2 separate regions of the Gossypium arboreum genome follow, and region 2 is linked to region 1. The links are chromatin contacts, called in public Hi-C maps. All regions are on one chromosome and are shown on one strand. The core of a region is the stretch at or near the end of the contact, and the rest is flanking DNA. Distances in the headings are between cores, read along the strand shown.

The links. A called contact is a pair of places that touch in the nucleus more often than the background predicts.
Region 2: a Hi-C map of leaf shows a contact between it and region 1, with 3 times the contacts expected there. The contact joins the promoter of LOC108470717 here to the promoter of LOC108474004 in region 1. A contact is called at or near these places in 3 of 5 Hi-C or Micro-C datasets (all in leaf).

What each region holds. Positions count from the first base shown.
Region 1 is chr11:109,137,644-109,140,514 of ASM2569848v2, reverse strand. It overlaps LOC108474004, which reads left to right and starts at 1,457. Exons shown (of 4, transcript XM_017775858.2): 1 at 1,457-2,236.
Region 2 is chr11:109,391,915-109,394,785 of ASM2569848v2, reverse strand. LOC108470717 (thioredoxin-like 1-1, chloroplastic) reads left to right here and starts at 1,425. Exons shown (of 4, transcript XM_017772152.2): 1 at 1,425-1,985; 2 at 2,324-2,503; 3 at 2,598-2,762. The coding sequence starts at 1,737.

The sequences.
Region 1 (2,871 bases), core at 208-2,707:
TTTTGCAACATATGATATGCATTAAGATATATATGCATCTTACATTAAACCTTAAAAATATTTGTAAGTCATTGTAATGATATTTCCTCCTCCCATTAATTAAATTACCTTGGGGTAATCTTAAACCAACTAGTAAGAACATGTATTTCCATCCAATTAATACGAAAACCTACTCCCTTATGTATTCACACGTATTAATAAATGCTTCATGTTTGGCCATTATTTTAACTTATGCAAAGTTTCGTGAGAAGTTACTTAACTAGAATGATCTTGAGTGTATAACTATAAACTCAACATCTATCATAACATGTACTATGAATGAATTGTCGGGGGACAATCTCAACAAATAACATGTATGATTAGTTGTCCAGTTAAAGGAAATCTCCTAAGTGAAATCCACATAATAATACCTACCTCAAGGTCGGCAAATTATCATGTCATCACAAGAGACCATTGATGGAAACCATAGATCTTATTTAGGGACCTTCTCCCACTCAATCTTTTAAAAAATATGCAAGATTTTTATTTCTAGTTTCAATCATAAATGTTTAATATGTCATAAGAAGTACATGCAACATTTTTTCCTTAAGCTATATGACATGCTTATAGTAATATGCATGAACATTCTTTACATAAAAGTAGAAAACAAATTGACTCTGACCAGCCAAAAGTTTTCATGATTTCATCCTTAAAAAATAGATAAAAAGATTTACTATTATCATCCCAAAGAATTTTTTGGAAAATTTTAATTTTGAAGTTTTTAATGTATTTTTAATATTTTTATTTTATTTTTAAAATTTTTATGTATTTTTAAAATTAGGATCAAATTGGCATAATGTGTGAACATTAATTTTTTTAGAATTAGGACTAAATTGATAGAATGTGTAAAATATTAAGAGGTTAAATTTATAATTATACTCGGCCATGTCAATATTTCGTCTAGTGACCAAAGACATTTTAACAATGGAGTGACTAAAATTACAATTGATCTAATGAGAGTTATTAAATTAACAATAAATATTCAATGAACAAAATAAAAACTTATTAAAACTCGGGCGATTATCATAGTAGCTTACCTAAAAGCCAAAAGCAAAGTCATGAGAAGAAATCAACACATTAAAACCACACTGTACTTTTTCCCTTGAAAAAAAATTTTTGTATGACTACTATAGAGATATCAATGAGCGGGGCCAAGTAGAGTCCCGGTTCCAAAATTTTTTCAAATCTAAGTTTATTTTTGGTTTGGTTCACTCAAAAAATCTATTTTACTAAAATATTAAAAATAATCTATTTTATATATTTTAATTAAATTGAATTGATCCACCCGAAATATAAAAATATTTATTTAAACCCAACCCAAATTGAACTGGGGTTATCGAGTTGGGCGGGCTACCATGGAAAGCTCTAGACAATTGGTGGGTGTAAAACAAAGAATCCATTTAGGTAGAAAATATATTGTTTTTTTCCAATAGGAAAAGAAAAAGAAAGATGATTACATGCTTGGGGCAGTGCCGAAAAGTGGGATTTTAGTGGATGACTACTAAGGTAAGGTTGTGATGGGAAATGTTCAGAAATGATATGGGGTTAAATGTGCTGAATGATTATGCATACCCTATAAGTGAGCCCCTATTTCATGGAATCTAATTTTAATTTCATTCTTCCTTATAAATCAAACCAGCAAAACAATTTACATGTTCATATTTTTATTTTATTTTTTTAATTATTTTTCATAAAAATAAAGAAGAAGAATAAGATAAAAAAGAAAATATGTTTTTTTTTCATTTTAATCTTTTTTAATTAAACTTCCTAATTTTAGAATTTATGGCAAAGCTATGACTTTGGAACAGGAACAGGAGACTTTTGTCTGGTGTGACATCATTGTAAGGTACAATGATTCACTCTTTTTTTTTTTCTTACATCTCCTAAAAGTAGTAATTCAAAAATAAACCCCAAAAATAAATGTGACTGCAAATCCTTACAAATTTTCATTTTCGACATGATCGTAATCTAACGTTGTTGTAGTAACAATAATGTGATGCCCCCATCGCTTTCACTTCTCATTAGCCTCCCTCTCTTTACCTTTTTCTTCATTCACTTTCTCTTTGTCTCATTTCCTTTTTCCCCATTTTATTCTACACAATACTGCTCAAAACAGCTTAGGGTTTCTTTTGTTTTTCCTTGACGTAAAATCCCCAGATTTCTTCATAATCCAGTTCAGATTGGGCTCTTTCTCAAGGTACCCTCTTTTTCTCTCTTCATTTTGATTCATGGGTTTTCCTTTTTCTTTTCTTTTTTAATTTTCAAAAATTTCTTTTTGGATTATGGTTTCTGTTATTAGCTGATTTAGAGATAAGATGATGAACTTTCCTAATTTTTTTTAGTTTGGGTATTTCTCCCTTTTTGATATTTTAGAGTAATTTTCTTTTCTGGGTAATTGCTATTTTTGATGGGAAGTTCGATCTTTTATTTTTTTCAGTTTTGCACGTATCATTTTTTGGGGACCATTGACGTATTTGAAGTTGGAGGGACAAGATTATCATTTCCTTCTATGATGTTTTAGGAGTTTGAAGTTGAGAATTTTTTTTTTTGACCAATGATTGATTATGCAGTTAGATTTGCATACTGTTGGGAACATAATCTTAGGTTTGAAAGTGTTGCACATAATTATACTACTTCATGTTTATTTGCAATCTTTACACTTTTGAGATACTTCTTCAGAAATTCTTTCTGGTTTTGTTGCCAATAATGACACTTGTCTGCATTGCTCTGTGATTTTCAATCTCTATTATTGCCTTTTGGAAATAATCTTGATTTCACCTGTTTATAACTATGGAAAAGTGCAACTTGTTTGTTCTAGGATGCTTCAAACAA
Region 2 (2,871 bases), core at 176-2,675, 250 kb before region 1:
GTAATAATATAAAAAAATAATTAAGTTAGAAAAGAATCTTATACCCTCAATTATTAGATAAAATAATAGCATATAAAATGAAAAATAGAAGGTAAGTTTGCTTTTGAAAAGAAATGAGTTAATTATATTAAACATCTCAAAACTATGATTTTCTTTTAAATTGGTCCTTAAACTTTATAATATTCCAATAATATCCTTAAACTATTGATATTATATCGTTAAGTCCTTCAATTATTAAAGCCATTAATTTAAACGTGGAATGACATGTCAAAATCTTATGTGATATGATTTAAAATAAAAATTAAAGAAAGTAAAATATTATTGCACAGTAAAAATTAAAAACAAAATAAAACTGAAAATAAAAAGTAAGTAAGAAAACTTTTGTAAAAGCTTAGGAAAACTTAAAACCAAGATGTTTATAACATCTATTTTTTTAAAATTTATTTAAACTATGCCATACAAGATTTGACATCTCATTTATTGGTTAAACTATTGGTTTTAGTAATAGAAGGACTTTATTGATATAATCTCAATAGTTTGAGGGATGTAATTAGAATATTCTAAAGTTTTAGGACCAATTTAGAATGAAGGTTATAATTTTGGGATATATGATGCAATTAACTCAAAAGAGAATAAAAAAAAGTTGAAAAGGGAAATAAGTAAAAAAAAAAAAGGGTAAATTCACTCAAGGTCACTAAACTATTAATTAGTTTACATTTTGGTTACTCTACTACAAAAAGTTACAAAATGGTTATTGAACTATTCAAAATTTTTTATTTAAGTCACTAAGCTATTAAAATCATTGTTGTATGGCTTTTTCTGTTATATCGCTTGCACTAGTCAAAAGCTTTCATTCCCTTTTTCTTCTATAGTTTAGTTATTTCCATGAAATAGTTTTGAATATCACAAGTATGTGAACCAAAATCTAAACCACTTTATTCTTTGATGTCTAACACTGACTATTAGATTGATTTAGGTCTAAAATATCTTCTTCTACTCGTCAATGGTATTGATCTACTATATCGATTCTCGAATTGTAGCTTACAGCGCGCTAGCTGAGCTTTAAAAAAAAAGTTAACAGCCCGGTAATTTGAATAAAAATGTTTAAATAGTTAAGTTGCTTAAATGAAAATTTTCAAATAATTCAGTGATCATTTTGTAACTTTTTAAAATTAAACGACCAAACCATAAACTTATTAATAATTTAGTGACATTTGATGGAATTTATCAAAAAATTTTAAGCTGGCCCACTAAAGTAATGAATGACGTGTCAAAGAACCTACCTTTTATCCATTGTATATCCGAAACTGCCCTTTACTTTTGTAATATCTAAAGTCTGATTCCACGTGTCACAAAATTCACTTATCACGTGCATCTCCTTACCACCATAAAAACCGACCAATATTAAAAGAAAAAAAAAGCAAGACAAAGAGCCTTATCCAATACGTTTTGACATGAAAATTTTCCAGTCACAACATATCATCAAGCGCTAGATTCACATCAAGACAAACCAGATCAACGGTTAAAGTCCATCCTTAGACCTTAAAATAACCAACAGAACCGGCAATGCTACTCAACAAAGAAAGAGAAAGATAAAAGAAGCAACTTTTGCTTAAAAACGCTTCATTTTCATATTCGGTATTTTAATTTCCGTTCGGGAATAAAGCTTAGAGTTTCAATTTTGAATCTGAATTTCTGTTCCTGTTGTTAGAAAAAAAAATATAGAAATATTAAGCATGGCTGAAGTTTTGGGGAAGTCAAATCTGTTTACAGCTTGTAACTGTAGTCAGAAGAAGAATCAAGAAGGTGGCGTTCCTTTGTTTTCTAGGAGAATCTCTGCGTTTTGTTTGAGAAAGAATAGTTTTCCTTCTTTGAAGTTGGAACCTCAAGCTTTGAGGAGTGGTTTTAATGGTCAAAGAGTGGTTGTTTTAGAGAAAAGAAGTCTAAATGAGAGAAGGTTCTGTCGAGTTCCCATTAAAGCACAGGTTGGTTTAATTAACTTTAATTTTAGAACTCTTTTTTGGGTCCAAAGGTGTGGGTATTTTCTGATTTATTTTATGAACTTTCTTATTTTGAATTTCTCTGTTATTTTAGCTATAGGTAGTTCTTAGTTTAGCTTTCACATGTCAAAGGTCAAATCTTTATATAGAAATTTTACTTCTATTCCCAAATAGATTTTTCCTTTTTTGGAAGGGTTAATTAGTATGATTTTTTATGTTTAACACTCCTTTTTCCCGGTACTTTGATCTGTTGTAGAGGATCAAAACGAAACATTCTAATTGGTTTGTCTCTTTTATTTTGTGGTATTGTTCAACGAAATTAGATGCAAACTGGGCTTATTGGTAAAACCCAAAAGTGGTGGGAGAAGGGGAATCAACCAAATATGAAAGAAGTGACATCTGCACAAGACCTGGTGGACTCACTTTTGAATGCTGGGGATAAACTTGTTATAGTGGATTTTTTCTCTCCTGGTTGTGGTGGCTGCAAGGCTCTTCATCCCAAGGTATAATAATATAGACTTTTGAAGTTTTTTTTTTTAATCTATTTTCTTTTGCATAGTTGTGTTAATGGTGGATTTGGATGTTGTGATTTGCCAGATTTGCCAATTGGCAGAGATGAATCCGGATGTGCAGTTCCTTAAGGTGAACTATGAGGAGCATAAATCCATGTGTTATAGCCTTAATGTACATGTGTTGCCTTTCTTTAGGTTCTATAGAGGAGCTCAGGGTCGTTTATGCAGCTTTAGCTGCACCAATGCCACGGTTAGTCTTGTTTCTATCCCTCCCTTGTGATGCAAAGTTTATCAGATACGTTTTAGTAATTAGAATGAAATAAACCCACTGGTCCCTTTGGATCATTTGATATTGATGG